2 separate regions of the Sus scrofa genome follow, and region 1 is linked to region 2. A link is a contact called in public Hi-C data. All regions are on one chromosome and are shown on one strand. Each heading gives the region's core, a stretch centred on a gene start, on an enhancer-like site or on the middle of the called end of the contact. The rest is flanking DNA. Distances are from core to core; before and after follow the strand shown.

Region 1 (3,176 bases), core at 592-3,091, 270 kb before region 2:
AATTAATCAACAGGGTTTGGCTAAGCCTTTCCTGATTCCTTTCCTCTGTATTATCTACTCTCCCTATGGCTGAAGCTCTAGAGATTTCCATCTATGGGCTTGGCCTCCCCGTGTGTCTGGGAACAATCCTAGGAATCTGAAGGTCTCCAGACTAAAACTGCAGAACTCAGATTTGGGTCATGTTTCCTCCTGGTATAGTATTGGCTCTCTTCCAAGGTATAACAACTAAGCTTCTGCCATGTGGCCTATTCTTAAATTACTATCTTGATGAGTTGCTTTTTAACTCCGATTATCCTATGATTAGAGCACTTCCACTTTTTAAAAATAATTAAACTTGGGTTCTGTTCATTTATTTCCCCAAAGTCCCCATACAATAATTTTTTCCTCCTAAAATCCAACACGAAAATTGGAAGCTTGTAACCTGTCAATCTTTCTGTGATGCCAATCCTTGCTTACCAAGGTTTCCAGTTATTTGCACCCTATTCCCAGCATGCTTTTAATTTGCCCCACTGTTTGTATTAGACACTTGTAAGCCTCCTCCATGTTGGCTGCTTGCCTGTACTGACATCTGCTTGCTGTCTGTCATGGCACCCTTACAATGCCATGACCTGCCAACCAACCAGTCTTCCACTAGCATCTTATGCTTCTTCAGTATCTGCATCTTTCTCCACTATTTTCCTGTTTTGTTGACCAAAATATTATAAGCAGTTTTATCTGATGTGTGCTGAAATCAAGTATTTCTATGACTTTCTCTGATATGTAATCTACTATCTACTAATTCTATCAAAGAAGAAATAATTTCAGTTTGGCACGCTTGATCAAAGTAGAGTCTACTCTTTACCGTTCATGTTTCTAAATGCTTACATAGGAAATATTGTTCCATTCTCTGGAATGACTTTTATCTGGATATGGAGATTTGAATGTCCATCTCCCACGAAGATCTGGCCAACCAAGGTACCAATTTATAGTCACCAGTACATACCAGTAAGGAAAATTTACTATCTCACATGACAAGAAATCCTGGGGTAGGTTGGCTCGCAGGTTGGTTGATTCAGCAGCTTAATGACATCATCAAATATCCAGAGTCCTTCTATATTTCTTTCACTATTTGGTTTGGCCTTTGGCTGGCTCCCTTCATGGATGCAAGGGAGCTCCCACAGCTCTAGTATCATGCCTCGCTAAAAATAAGGATTATTTTTCCTATAAGTTTTTTTTTAGGAGCAGGAGAATATCCTTAGAAAATCCCTTTTGCTAAGCTCTCGTTACACTTTATTGCACAGAACTGGGTCCCCTGCCCCTTCTGAGCCAATCACTGGCAAGCTCAGACTGATCAAAAATTAATCCCGAGACATGTAGGGAAGGGATGGGCAACCCCTTCAAACTGGCTCTTTACCAGACAGGAGAAAGTGGGCAGAGGCTCTTGACTAGCAAACCATACTGTCTGCTTCAGACAGAGGGAATTACTCCCTGATTTGGAGGGGAGGGATATTTGAAAGCAGTTATTGAAGAAGATTCATTAACATAGCATGGATTTTATCTGTCCAAAATAGTTTAAACGGGGTTGTGTCCAAAACAAAGGGGTAGATTAAGTTATCTCTAAAATTCTCTGCCAACTGTGTAATGCTGTGAGTCTCATTGTTTCCAGTGGGGAAACTGCTTGCAGTTTGGAATTGTGCACATCAGCAGAGTCTGTGCGGCCAGCAAAAGTCCACAGTTGCTGATCTGTGAACATTTCCCCTAATAGCACATTTGTGGAAAACTGAGTCACAGGGATTCTAGGTACTGTGAATCCATTGTCTGAACAATTGTCTGAATGCCTCGCGTCTTAGACACTGGCAGCTTCCCTGTAAACAGACAAACTATAATGGAACAGTTGACATAGAGTGTGGGGTTGGGCAAAGCAAAGCAGGCTGGGCTAACTGGTTTTTCATTGGCAAGGTTCCTTTTTATTTATTTTGGGCTGAAAGCAGGAAATTGTGTTACATAAGGCAATACACTGAATGTGAATGTTAGTGCTGCGATGGAAGAAAACTTGCAGAAAACTTGACCTGACTCATTTAATTAGGTGCAGAGATATTACTGTGCTACATGGTGAGCTATTCAGAGGAAATACAATCCATATGACTTCTGCTTGAGCAACCCAGGTCCTCCAAGAGAAAACTAGGGAGGGGAGGAACGAATTGGGTGGAGAAGAAAGTTATTTTTGTGGCAGTCAGGGTATGATTATTTGTAAGTCCACTAATTATCAGCCAAGGCTCTCATTTCCCTGGCAGTAAGGAGAGGAGCAGCTGAATGGAAGTGATCCTTCAGGCATAGAGTCTAGGGACTCAGCAACTGATTGGTTTTGGGGAGCAAGAAAGAAGAGTTGAAGATAATGTTGCCCGTTTCCTAATATTATTGAGCAATTCACTACATCAGGAACACATGCTAAATGCTTCGTATAATTACTGTGTCCCTTACTTCTCCCAATAGTCCTGTTGAGTAAGTACTGCTGTTCTTTCCATTTTATAGCTAAAGAAACTGAGGCTTCATGGGGCTAATTTAGTAAATGGCAGCAATAAGATTAGACTCTAGATCCTGATTCTTAATTCATTGCTACACTCTGCCTTTCAGGGTGGAGAGGAGGCAAATGAGGAATTTTTATTTAGATATATCGAGTTTTAATTGTTGGCAGGACATTCCGTTGAAGATGTCCAGCAGGCTATAGGAAGTTGAGGAAAAGATCTAGGATGGAGGACTGATTTGGCAATCACCTGCTGAGGGTACAAGTTAAAATCATGAGCTTGCCTTTCGAGACTATGAGGGCTACCTACTCCGTGTGACTATCTTTTGCACCTCAAACATCAGGAATTGGAAGAAACATTGGTTTACCCATAGGCTCATCTTACTGGCTTGACTGGCCCACCAGCGGCTTCTGTGACTTTGGGCAAGTCGCTTAAGCTCTGAATCTCTGTTAAATGAAGTCTCTTCCAGCTCTCAAGTTCTAGACTAAGTAAGTAAGTAAATTCAAGCCCGGACTAAGGTAACTGCAGTGCGAGAGGAAAAGAAGAAGAATGCAAGAGTTACTGTAGAGACAACCGACCAGATGCCAAAACATGGGAGAGAAAGAGAAACAGAAGATAGAGAAAACTTTTCCAGCATAGATGTAGGACTATCTCTATCAAGATAGAGAAGGA
Region 2 (3,452 bases), core at 135-2,634:
TGGCAGGGCATCAGGAACAGGGCAGCTCACAAGTGGTCCTAATTCAGTCCACCACTCACAGCCTCTTCATGGCATCCAGTGTGCTCTTCCTCCCCACCTCTGCCGGCCCCCAACACTCCCCACTCACAGGTACACATATACATTTTTCTCCCCTCATTTAAATAGCCCCATTTTTTCCAGGAGTCCCCAGGGCTTGGCCAGGGACTGGTATCTGAAACTGGCACCAAACCATCCTTCATTTTCCTTTTTTCTCCCCAAGCAGACCCTTTCAATCCAAGCAAATCAGCTCAAGCTAACAGATGCTTGCAGGTTACCAGGTCTACCAGCTCAATGTACCTGTCCAAAGCAACTGAATCCAGGTTAAAGCCCAGTGCAGACACAAGACTGGGCACAATAGTAGAATTTGTCATCAATTTATTTTCCACCCAAGTACTTCTCTGGACCAGGTTCTTATTTCCAATGTCAAGATCTGGGAGTTCCCGTTGTGGCTCAGCGTTAATGAACCCAACTAGCATCCATGAGGACTCGGGTTCAATCCCTGGCCTAACTCAATGGGTTAAGGATCTGGCATTGCCGAGAGCTGTGGTGTAGGTGGTAGACGAGGCTCAGATCTGGTGTTGCTGTGGCTGTGGTGTAGGCTGGCAGCTGTATCTCCGATTGGACCCCTAGCCTGGGAACTCCATATACCTCGGGTGTGGCCCTAAAAGACAAAAAGACAAAAAAAAAAAAAAAAGATCTGCCTGTCCTATTATTTTTATTTTTTATTTTATTTACTTCTGTTTCATTCTTCCTATGATACTTCTTTTAAACATTAATTTATTCAAACACTAAGAGAAAGGCTAATAAAAATGTTCTATACTCAAATTCCACCATTCTATTTGTTTTTACTTTTAGCAAAACATTTCTTCTGAACTTGGCCGTTGTGCATATATCATACAGATATAAAATAGATATAAATAGATATATATTGTTTTATAATATAACATATAATAGTGAAGTAGATACAAGCTCCCATTTCAATACTTATGTTGAATCTTCACTAATTATTCAGCCTGCTCTTCAAAAGAGCAAAATTTCTGATAAATTTGCAATCATCAACAACCTAACAAAATGTTTAAGCCAAAGACATTTTTAATGCTATTTTCCTTGTACTTACTCATTAGCCTTCATTGTTGGCAAAACAAGCTACTAAATATAGAAAATTGTACTTATCTTAAAAAAAAAAAATTGTGGAAACCTACCTACTATTATTCCCTTTTGGGGCAAGTTCCCAAGTTGGCTTCTCCTGAGTTCATCTGGATAAATATTCTGCTCACCATACATGGTGAGACTGCCAGGGCTTGTTTTTCCAACCATGGTGACAGATTTGCAGTGGTTATCTACACTCTCTCACCTGTTCCAAGGACAGGTCAAGAGAACACTCTCGATAGGACTGGCCAGGTTAGAGTACAGGTTGAGACCAGGAAACAATGGAAAACAAACCAAACAATACAGAGATTGAAACTTTGGCCTTTTTCATCAAGACCCCTGGCCTCAGACTTCCCCCTCCACCATGTGACCAAACTGTGTGGTTGGCAGTCAATTTAAACCTGATGGCAAAAACTTGAGGGTTACCAATTGAGCTTTCTCACTGCTATTTTGTTCCAATAGAGTTCAAAACATTTTCAATTCTTAGGTACCTTTTTGAATACATGAAAAATTTCCATACAAATAAAGTCTCCAAAGCAATACATATCAATTCCTGGAATGAAAATGTGAATTTATCCCTTAACAATAATCCAATGCGAAATAAGCCCTATTTAAGGGAAAGTTTTGCTACAGGTTGAGTTCCCTGGGAAACAGGCTCAGAGATGGAGAACTGCCTGAAGGAAGTTTATTAGGGAATGATCTTGGCATCAACACCTGTGTGGAAACAAAAGCTGCCGATTCAGGCAGAAGCTGAGCTGCAGTGCAGTCACAGCAGAGGCCTCCATTGATCTCACAGGGAGCTCTGGAGCTGGGATGGCCCCGCAGAGATGTCCCAAAATAAGGACGTTTCTACCCCCACATCAGCCCATCAGTGAATCCTGGCTGCTCCTAGGAAAGGGGCATGACCTTTACCAAGGTGGCTTCTCTCCACCAGCATTTTTGGGAGCAGGAGAATGCATTCATAATTGCCAGCTGCAGTCTGGAAGCGCCTACTGCAAGTGTAAATCACATACTCATTCAACTCTCACCAGGGAAACGTCTATATAGACTCAACAGACAGTAAAGGCAACTTCCTGAAGAAAGAGGGTTCTATTAACAAGAAAAAAACTGATGCACCAGGGAACTTTCTACTCAGAGGTAAGCTTTCATGTCACTGTCAAGACAATGTGGCCTCATATACGCAGTACAAGACTGATCCCATCTTCTCTGCCCCAAATTGAAAGCAATCCGGTTACCCACTCCTCTACCTGCCCCTATGCAGCACTGACAATGCCTTCCCCCAAACCAATGGCGCAAAGGGAAATGCATTTCATTCAACAGGTCTAATAGATTTACTCCTTGCTACTCCAGCATATCAGGTTTTTTTCATGAACACCAAGAGACAGAGTGGAGAGAGAAAGAAGAGCTTCACGTGGAAATCTGCATGACAGACAATGGTCTATCAGTTGGTATTTCCTTGGAGCAGAGCTCAAAGGTCAAATTGTTGTTTTGATCATGCAGCTATCATGCTTTTTGCATGCTGGAGACTCCCTACAAGGATTATTTAATGGAAGAAAGAAAAAAATGATCATGACCTGAAGAAAATTCTTCATCTCATGTTGAACGTTAAAAACCATGTGACTCTTCATTTAAAAGAGTAAAATCAGCCTTCTGCCCAGCTATACAAGGATCATTTAAATTAACATTTTAAAAAACATACAGTAGGAACTTAGAGGGTGGAGCTTCTGAAGAAAAGGCTTGCTTCTCGCAAGCCGCTGCCAAACACAGACAGATATAATGTTGACTTGTCGACTGTCGACCATAGGATAATGACTTCAGAGAAGGCCTTGGGAAAGCAAGTTTTGTATGTACCTCTGTCTGTCTGATGTGACATCTATGGTCACAACCTAGAGAAAGTGGCTAAATGGAAGAACCTGTTTTCGGTCTCTCTCAAACCCCTTGGTCTCGCCCACCCATCCAGCCCCGGTTTACCAAACCCATGTAAAACCTGGCCACACTTCTAAGCCTAAATACCCCGGGGGAGAAATTTTTTCTAATTCAATGCAGGTGAAACTCAAAGGTAGGGGGAGTGAGCCCACTTAGCGTATAATCAAGGCATCGTCAAGGTCCCGCATATCTTTTTCCCTTGGGTGTAACTGCAATACTCTTGCCCCCTGGTCTGGGTTGAAAATGTCCAGGCTCTTCTGACCCCACCAACTAACTTATTCCAGAGGCTCTATCTAACCCCTTACACAAGGTCCTGGGTGTCTGCCTCCCTGAGGGAA

The links. A called contact is a pair of places that touch in the nucleus more often than the background predicts.
Region 1: a contact with region 2 is called in a Hi-C map of liver, with 1.6 times the contacts expected there. The contact joins two enhancer-like sites. A contact is called at or near these places in 3 of 47 Hi-C or Micro-C datasets (liver and skeletal muscle).

The regions. Positions count from the first base shown.
Region 1 is chr5:90,071,821-90,074,996 of Sscrofa11.1, reverse strand. All of the region lies in intron 1 of LOC102158255 (a long non-coding RNA gene), which reads right to left. Among named protein-coding and RNA genes, the nearest start is that of EEA1, 58 kb to the left of the region's middle. Within about 2 kb of position 1,841, at least 18 of the 83 cell types and tissues checked have an H3K27ac peak or open chromatin away from gene starts, as enhancers often do. A contact at or near this core is called in liver, where this site is marked.
Region 2 is chr5:89,796,188-89,799,639 of Sscrofa11.1, reverse strand. No RefSeq gene overlaps it. Among named protein-coding and RNA genes, the nearest start is that of NUDT4, 70 kb to the right of the region's middle. Within about 2 kb of position 1,384, at least 3 of the 83 cell types and tissues checked have an H3K27ac peak or open chromatin away from gene starts, as enhancers often do. A contact at or near this core is called in liver, where this site is marked.